Linked DNA regions of Capsicum annuum: region 1 is linked to region 2. A link is a contact called in public Hi-C data. All regions are on one chromosome and are shown on one strand. Each heading gives the region's core, a stretch centred on a gene start, on an enhancer-like site or on the middle of the called end of the contact. The rest is flanking DNA. Distances are from core to core; before and after follow the strand shown.

Region 1 (4,802 bases), core at 2,064-4,563, 43 kb before region 2:
ATCAAACAAAGCGAAAGCTGACTGATGGCATACGAATAAAACTTTGGTACCTCTTTATAAAAATAGTACTAATATATATTGTTGTTGTACGTAAGGGGTAGGATCATTGATCCTTAAGTGATCTTTTTTCTCCATCTCTTTGTTTTTCCATTCATTCATGGCTGGTCCAAGGTGTTGTATATGACACACGGTATGTTTATTCGCGTATAATTAATTATCAACATCAAATTATTCAAGCTTGGGTTCTAATAGAATATTATTTGGAGGCTTCTCAGAGACATTTTTTTTTTAGCTTTAGCGTCCAGGTAAGCTAGGTTTACCCTACTTTTAGATTGAGCTTATATACCAAAATTGTGAACTATTATGCTAGCTTTGGATAAGTGCTTGAAGGTGCATATTATTTTATATATATAACCTGTTTTATTTATCCGGATTAGGACCCCATCGTGGTAGATTTTGGTATTTTATCTTTCGATATATTATAGCATCTATCACTTTAGGACGTGGAATTATATTACAAAACCTTGAAATTGCCCCTTTAAAATTAAGACATGCGTACGACAATTAGACGTATTTTAGCTGCTGTTCAGGTTTAGTATATATTTTATTTCTGTCATTGATTGTGAACTTTTGTACCACGTTGACATTGTTAAAATGAGCCCTGGTTTGAGTCCGGCATTTGGTTATTAATGTTACTATGAGTTTCGGTTCGAGTTCGACGTTTATTTATTATTGCCAAAATGAGCTCCGGTTTGAATCCACCATTTGATTATTAATGTTACTATGAGTTTCGGTTCGAGTCCGGCATCTGATTATGGTTGTGGTTCCTCTGAGTTTCGGTTCAAGTCCGACATCTGATTATAAGTTCTATATATGCGGCCTATCATTATTACCCACTATGTCCGGTTCGAAACCGGCACGTGTCCTCTTATTACTACCCATTGGTGCCGGTTTGAGTCCGGTGCACATCTAAATGACTATCATGATTTCTTGGGATTGGCTTAGTTACAGATTATTTACGTTTATTTTCTTTAATTGCTACTTGTGTGTCCCACCGGCTTATGGGGGTATGGTTGGGTTAATTGTCTTCTTCAGTGTGCCTAGCGGGCTTATGGTGGCTCAATTAGGTTATGTTTGATTTGTCTGTAATTAATGCGTTATTTATTTTCTGTATCGCTTACATTTAATCCTCTATCTCATTGGCGCATTTGTTTACCTTTCTGTCCCTTTTTACTGTCGACTTAGATTACATCCTTCCATTGTAGTTATATCGTTTCTGTATTGAGCTCTGTCGACCGATGATGCCTACTGAGTACCCGTTGCTTTGGTACTCATACTACACTTCTGCATCTTTTCCCTGATGCAGATCTGATTACTAGCAGCCAACATTGATGTAATTCCTACCTTCCAGTATTGATTCGTAGTAGAGTGAGCCTACTGTTGTTTGAGGCTGATCTTCCTCTATCTACTTTGGTTTAGTCTTTTGTACTCAAGACTACTTGTGTATATTAAATATTATTTGGATTCTGTCTAGTGCTTTGGATATATTTTAGTAGTGACTCTAGTACCGACCTTACCAGGTCTTGGGAGGGATTCTTTTGTGTATTTGGTCCTTTTCCATCCCTCGTTTTAGTATATGAAATATTTTTATTTTCTGTTTGTTACTTGTTATTACTGTTGCTACCATTATAAGCGACCTTTTTCTAATTTCTGCCTATTAGCCCGTTACCTATTATTCCGGACAATGACTTGACTTGCCTACTAGGGGATAAGGTAGGCATCATCACGACTTGAGAAATCGGGTCGTGACATTTGATCACTACAGATGTTTATATTAACGAAGATTAAAATCCAATATGTACATTTTCCATCTCAATTTGTGATCAATGCTGGTTCTTTCTATTAAAATTATTTTGCTAATTAATTCGTTATTTCTTTCAGACTGTTATTGGTTTTGGGGCTGTCCGAATTGTTATTCCTGGAAATTTTCCAATTGGTTGTATACCAAATTTGCTAACAATGTTTTCGACCAATAATTCGACTGCATACGATGAGTATCATTGCTTGAAAGACTTGAATAATTTGGCTTTCTTCTATAATCATCATTTGCAAAAATCCATTCAAGAGCTCGAGAAAGCGTACTACCCAAACATTACATTGATATATGGTGACTATTACAGTGCTTATCAGTGGCTTCTGCAAAATGCCACTAGTCTTGGTAAGTGCTCAAACTATCATTCTTTCCACTTTGTCCATAGTTTACTTTCTTTTAACCAAAAAAAAAAATTGTCCACTTAATTTTTTTTACTTTTAACAAATTGATTCTTTTTCCACTAATTTTTCTCCCCAAGTCTCCTTTACCACTATACCAGATAATTCCCTTATGTCAAAATGGTTCACAATATATTGAGCACTTCTTTTCATTCTATTTATATATATAGTATAATTTTCTAACGAAGGAAATTCAGTTGAACTTCTTTCAGTTATTTATGTAACTCCACCTTAATTAGAAGAACACTACATGCAGTGACACTTATTTCTTGATTGAAATGTGCAGGGTTTGACAAAAATTCTCTACAGAAAGCTTGTTGCGGAATAGGAGGAGAATACAACTACGACAAAAGTAGAATATGTGGAGCTCCAGGAGTCCCAATCTGTGGTAACCCTGCAACTTACATAAGTTGGGATGGAGTTCATTTGACACAAGCAGCATATAAATGGTTGACGATATGGCTAATAGATGACATGTTACCTACACTAAACTGCCAACTTTAGGATTTTTTTTCTTGGCAAATTCAACAATCAGAATGTATATTTGTTAGAGTATTATTTGGTAGCATGTAATTCAACATAATAAAAATTATTGTAGTTACCGTCCTGTTACTATTTGTTGTTTTAGTTATAATTTGCTGTTTTTTGTACTTCTGTTACCTTCTTTTTTGGACTGCTTTGTGACTGTTTTTTCCTAAGCTCAAGAGTCTATCGGAGACATACTTCTGAAGTAGACGCAAGGCCTATATACTCTACCAAATACTAAAAATTAAGTAAGAGAATCAATTATTTTTAGAAAAGTATATTTTTCATATATCAATTGTTTTATACCAAGGCCAGTTGACCCAAAAGCTTCACCGAAAGTAGACTAATGTACTTTTAAGAAATGTGATCGTGATAATCTAGGAAATCTGACTAGCTGTCATTTAGATACAGAAAATCATTACTATTAATTATTATCCTTAATTAATCTAGATAGCATTGTATTTAGTGTATACGTTACGTTTACTTATAAAAAGCTCAAGTTTCATTTTACAAATTAGTCTGGTCATCATGGCATTGGCACTTAAAGAGATAGTGCTTCATCTCTTCATAATCAATTTGGTGCTTCTTCAACAGATCAAAGTTGATGCACAAAAGTTTCAAAAATCAGGATTGATGAAATGCAGATTTGATAGAATTTATCAGTTTGGCGACTCACTTTCTGATACCGGAAACTGTCTCAGGGAGAGCTTTTGTGGAGCTAATTCTGCATGTAGAAAACTTCCGTATGGAATGAACGTTTTCAAAAAAGCCACTGGACGATGTTCTGATGGCATGCTCATGATTGATTTCATAGGTATATACATATATATATAATTACCTTATAAATGACCGGTATTGAAATTAACACATATGATATGTGGTGGTACTGATTGTGTGTGTGTGTTTTTGGACAGCTTCGGAATCTGGTCTTCCTCTCCTCAATCCGTACAAGGATGGAAAGGCAAATTTCAGTCATGGTGCGAATTTTGCAGTAGCAGGGGCTACTGCTTTATCAGCAGAATTCCTGGCAAAGAAGAACATTTCTATGTCCTTCACAAATAGTTCATTAAGTGTGCAACTTGGATGGATGTCTTCTCTTTTCAAATCCAACTGTCTCCCTGGTAATTCATTCATTCATTTTTCAAATTAAATACCTCCAATTGAGGAAATTGTGTGTTTAGGCTCTAATTTTAAATTATAACTAACAACCATCTGAATTGATATGCTTTCTCAGAAAAATCGAAGAAGTCACTTGTTCTAGTTGGAGAAATAGGAGGAAATGAATTCAATTATGGCTTAGCTCAAGGTAAAACCATCGAAGAGTTGCGAAAAATGGTGCCAGATGTTGTTCAAACTATCATTCATGGGGTTAAAGTGAGTTTAATTTAATTTTATTTGTTGTTATCTCCTCTTTTATGATTATTCTAAATTACAATTCTGTTTTCTAATGATCAATTGTTACTTATTTTCAGGAAGTGATTGGTTTTGGGGTTACTCGAATTATAATTCCGGGCAATTTCCCAATTGGTTGTGTCCCAGCTATGCTAACACATTTTTTGACAAATAATTCAAATGCATATGATGAATACCATTGCTTGAAAGATTTAAATAATTTTGCAACATTCTACAACCATCATCTGCAACAAGCCATAGATGAGTTGAATAAAAACTACCCAAACGTTACACTCATTTACGGTGACTACTACAACGCCTTTCTGTGGCTTCTCAAAAACGCTGCCTCTCTTGGTAAATATCATTCTTTCTATTTCTACTATAATCAAGTTTCCAGCTTCTAAATTAGCTAATTCATGTTTTAATTGTTGATTGAAATAAACTTTCAGGATTTGACAAGAATTCTCTACAGAAAGTTTGTTGTGGAATAGGAGGAGAGTATAATTATGATGTAAGTAAAAAGTGTGGTGCTCCAGGAGTCCCTGTGTGTGTTAACCCAAGTACTTACATCAGTTGGGATGGAATTCATTTGACGCAAGCAGCATATAAATGGT
Region 2 (4,957 bases), core at 927-3,426:
TACATAATCATATGACTTTAATAACTCAAAATTTAGTTGGTTTTAAAATTCTAAATATCATGAAAAATTGATTAGTCGCAACTCTAGATTAAATTTTAGAGCACCGTTAATATTTTTAACTGATTTCCTCTCTATCATTTTCTTTGATTAGCATGCTTTTTTCATCAATTAAAATTTTACGTTATTTAAAGTTATGTAGCATATATATATACTTTTTTTTTATAATCATGATGTTCGGGTCAGTTTACGCACACCTTAACTAATTTTACGGAATACCTACCACCTCCACCAACAATAGGTTTCAGGTAACTCTATCTACCAAGATTAGAACAGACTATGTATACTTCTAAATATAGTCTTTTCTTTTTTATCTTCTTTGTTATGATGCATGATAATTATAGTAATTAATATTTTTCAAGTTAAGTTCTATTGCCTGCATAATAATGTGCTTTCATGTATCAATTAATAAAAAGAATTTTCACTTTTGATTTAAGTTAAAATATCACATTGATTTTAACGTTAATTACTTTTTTAATTGCTTGAAATAATTTATACGTTCAAAGCACGTACATTAAACTAGTTATTTATAATAAGGGCAAGAGAAAAGAAAACAGAAGAGTGGAGACGTGTATCATGTTTTAAAAATGTTCAGCGTTGATGGCATAATTAAGATAACCATAGAATTATTAGGGGTACTGTATTTGTTTTTTGTTTTAATAAAGGCAAAATGATCGTCTGGACCCCTGTACTTTGTCGGTTTTATAAGTTGGACATTTCTACTTGCATGTTTGTCATCTGAACCCTTTAACCCATTAAAAAGCAACATTTTACATCCTTTGACCATTGACCAAGCCTATGTGGCATTCAAATGCTGACTAGGACAAAGAGCGTGTAGTCACACGCTTGGGGTGCGAGTGAGGGTCAATTTTTGACCAATTTTATATTAAAATAATTTTTTTTTTTAAAAAAAAAGTAGCACTCAATTTTTTTTAGTTTTTAAATTTAAAAATATTTTAAAAAATTTAAAAATAATAATAAAAAAAAGGTCACCCCCAACTCCCTCCCCCAATCCAGCCGCTCCCCCAGCCCACCCAATCCCGTCCCAGCACCCCCCGCCCGTCGCAGCCCCGTCGCAGCACCCCCTACCCCACCCAGCCCAGTCCCAATACCCCCAACCCCACCCAGCTTCATCCCAGCACCCCCCACTTGATACCAACAATAATGTACAAAAAATTTACTTTCCTTAGCATCTCTACTTCACCATTTTCCCTCAAAAACAATTCAAACCCTCCATTGATGCCAACAACAATGTACAATCGCCCTCCATTGTCCATCATTTCACTTCTCCATTCGAACTCAAACAAGCCATTGTCTTCCTCATCAAAAGCAACAAACGTCTCTCCCTCCTTCCCCTTCCTCGTATTGCTTCCATTTATGCACTCACTCCTCATTTTTCCTTCGCACAGCAGATCTGGGCAATCCCTGAAGAGGGTCTTTGCTTTGTTTTTTTTTTTGTCAAGTCTTTGTTGTAGTTGATATTGTTGTTGTTCAATTAACAACAATAATAAATCCAGTATATTCCCACCTAGTGGGGTCTGGGGAGGATAGAATGTACGCAGTCCATACCACTACCTCTAAAGAAGTAGAGATGTTGTTTCCAATAGACCCCCGGCTCAAGACACAGGACAATATACAAAAAAATTTAAAGCATGAAATATGATAAAACTAACATAGATGCAACATCCACAAAAATATTGTACATTACCAAACAAAAGACACCAAAATCCTCCAAACTACGAACTACGATTCATCCACCCACCTTATCCTTCTATCCTAATGTTTTTCCTCCAAACCTTCCTATTCAGGGTCATGTTCTTAGTGAGATGTAACTGCTCCGTGTCACGTCTAATCACTTCTATCCAGTATTTCTTCGGTCTACTCCTACCCCGCTTGAAACCATCTATCACTAGTCTCCCACACCTACGAACTGGGGCATCTGTGCCCCTCCTCATCACATGACCAAACCATCTCAATCTCACTTCCCGCATTTTTTCCTGTAGCAATACCACTCCCACCTTCTCCCGAATAATCTCATTCCTAACCCTGTCAGCCCTTGTAAGACCACACATCCAACGCAACGTTCTCATTTCCGCCACCTTCAACTTTTGGATATGAAAATTCTTAACAAAAAAAAAATTGAATTACCCAAATCACAAAAATTTCAAATAAAGCATAAAAATTGAATTTTTACATTGAATTTCAAATTTCTCAAATTACCCAAATCACAAAAAATTCAAACAAAGCATAAAAATTGAATCTTTACGTTGAATTTCAAGTTTCTTGAATCACCCAAATCACAAAAATCTTCAAAATCTTTCTTTTCATACTTCTTAAATTTTTCGGTCCTTACTTTAAATTTTTTCGTAGAGCAAGAAGAATAACAAGATGAAGATGATAAAGGAAAAGAAGAATGAGAAGAGGAGGAAGAAGAATAAGAAAAAGAAGAAGAAAGAAGAAATGGAGAAAGAAAGAACGGGAAAGGCAGAAAAAGAAAGAAAAGGGGGAAGAGAGAGAAGGGGGTGTTTGTTTATTTATTTATTTTAATATTTAATATTTTTTATATATAAAAATGATACGGAAAATGATGTGACAGATGTGGCAGCCGACGTGACAGCTGACGTGGAGCGAGTGTAACACACTCACCGAAAAAGTGTTTAAAATGTTGCTTTTTAATGGGTCAAAGGGTCCAGATGACAAACATGTAAGTAGAAGTGTCCAACTTAAAAAACCAATATAGTATAAGGGTTCAGAAGATCATTTTGCCTTGAATAAATATAATATTTGGATAGTCAATAATATCTTTTTCATCGCTACATAATTTTACAATATCAATAATTTGAAGAATAAACCTACAAAAAAGTAGAATACATAGTCTCCCATTTGAATCCTAGCACAGGCAAAAAAGACACTAAGTTGTTCTTACAATATGTCCTAGACTCAGTGGACAGAGTTATCTGGTATCTGGTATCTGTTGCTGGCAGGAGGGGGTAGGTATTCCATGAATTTAGTCGAGGTGCGCGAAAGCTAATTCGGACATTACAGTTCTAAAAAAAAATGGTTGGCTACATGGTAGAGCTATTACAAAATGATAGGATAAAGATAAGAAAAGAGTATGAAATAGTAATAAATAAAGAATAAATAAATAAATAGAAATAAGTACACCAAATTATTTGTTACACAAAAATATGACTTTTTCATCATTTCTAAAAGATGGATTTAAGGATAAATACAATAAAATTTAAGTAATAATCAAAATCGTGTTTAAATTAACAAAACACAATAATTACAACATGTAACATGTCACGACCCGTCCTCTCAACAAAGTCATGAACGGCACCTAGTGCCTTACTTTACCGAGCCAACCGACTTAACTATTCTAACATGTAATTTCATGTCACATACCCCACACACATATAAAATAAATGACAAGTATCTTTATTAGAACACCAGTTCAAATGATTCTTAGAGTAATTCAAAGTAACATGATCAACCATAGCCAACTAAAAATACGTCTATGAAGCCTCTACTAGAGTGCTAAGAGGAATGCACAGGACATAGATTTCCTGGCTAATCTCTAAAGTGAATACTGAAAAAGAAATAAGTGAATGAAGTTGATGAAAGAAGAGAAACTCCACGATCAAGAGCGGAGCACACCAATCAGCTTCTAGAATAAAACGGCTTAGCTTGTAGTCTGCTCGTCTATATTACCTGCACACCTACATTGACATAAGTCAATATAGGTTCCACAAAGAGAACGTCAGTACACCACTAGAGTCTCAACATTCCCCATTACTAATATCAGAACGAGACATTGTATAAAACATATATGGGATAAGGGAATGAGAGAAAACAAGTCAGCATGCCTTATGGAGCATATTACAGAGTAAAGCAAGAGAACAATCACAAAACTTATAGCTTATTTAATTAGTTCATTCTTTTCGCTTTCTTTAAATTGATTCAGTCGATTGAACATTTTTAATTCTGTCCACTATGGTAATGAGTAGCCCCTTATACGGTTACTCGTGGCCCTTTATACAACCACTAAATTTGTGCCTCATTATGACAATCGTGGCAACCCTTTGTACGGTTGCTTGCGACCCTTTATACGGTCACCATTCAGATATAATGAATCATGGCAAGTCGGTAACCCTTTATACGGCTACTGGTAACCATTTTGTACGATTACTAAGTTATTTAAGTTTTCTTTAAAGTTCCAACAAGTTGCTGATCTAAGGGAGTACATTACGGTTATTACCAACATGAAAGAGAATCACACAAATTTTGGATGGAAGACTCGATCATGTTTCCAGAGAACAATCACTGTTTTGGGACATTAAACTTAAGAATATCATTGCTTTTGGTATGTCAACTATGAAAGTTAATTTTCAGGACATATGATACTGCAATGTAGTAACTACCACGTTAGTTTGATAAATCCAAAGAGAAAACAGAGAGCACAGGGTAACTAACTAAACAAAGGCAATGTGAACTCACTCGTTCCAATTGAACTCACATTCGTATTTAGAAGCATTTTGTCAAACACCTTATAGACATGACTTTGTAAGAAAAGACTTTAGTAAGAGCAAGTCTTAACTCACCTCAAGATTCTTCACTGCTAGCAAGGTTAACTTCTACCTTTTTCCAATGACAATCAACAATTTAATCTTTTGTATACGAGAGACAAGAGCAGCAGAAGTTACAAAGGACAAATTAAAACTAAACCCTGTAACCTTTTTTTTTCGTTCTCTGTTAGCAGCCACGAAGGCACACGTTGTATGCAGTAAATTTGTAGGCTTGACCCATATATATTTATCTTTTTCTCAAATAAATAATTCATATTATTTAACTAACCAGCTAAACACATACAACATGCCCCTAATTATAATGACTAAAACTC

What was found. A called contact is a pair of places that touch in the nucleus more often than the background predicts.
Region 1: a contact with region 2 is called in a Hi-C map of leaf, with 4 times the contacts expected there. The contact joins the promoter of LOC107854889 here to the enhancer-like site in region 2. A contact is called at or near these places in 4 of 5 Hi-C or Micro-C datasets (bud, leaf, pericarp and 1 more).

Annotation. Positions count from the first base shown.
Region 1 is chr8:153,425,155-153,429,956 of UCD10Xv1.1, reverse strand. LOC107854889 (acetylajmalan esterase-like) reads left to right here and starts at 3,313. Exons shown (of 5, transcript XM_047394674.1): 1 at 3,313-3,610; 2 at 3,711-3,917; 3 at 4,031-4,170; 4 at 4,269-4,542; 5 at 4,638-4,802. The coding sequence starts at 3,325. LOC107854875 (acetylajmalan esterase-like) reads left to right here. Exons shown (of 5, transcript XM_016699872.2): 4 at 1,942-2,218; 5 at 2,558-2,951. The coding sequence ends at 2,775.
Region 2 is chr8:153,380,625-153,385,581 of UCD10Xv1.1, reverse strand. It overlaps LOC124886441 (a long non-coding RNA gene), which reads right to left. Exons shown (of 4, transcript XR_007043613.1): 4 at 3,475-3,776. Among protein-coding and RNA genes, the nearest start is that of LOC124886441, 9.6 kb to the right of the region's middle. Within about 2 kb of position 2,176, at least 2 of the 5 cell types and tissues checked have an H3K27ac peak or open chromatin away from gene starts, as enhancers often do. A contact at or near this core is called in bud and leaf, where this site is marked.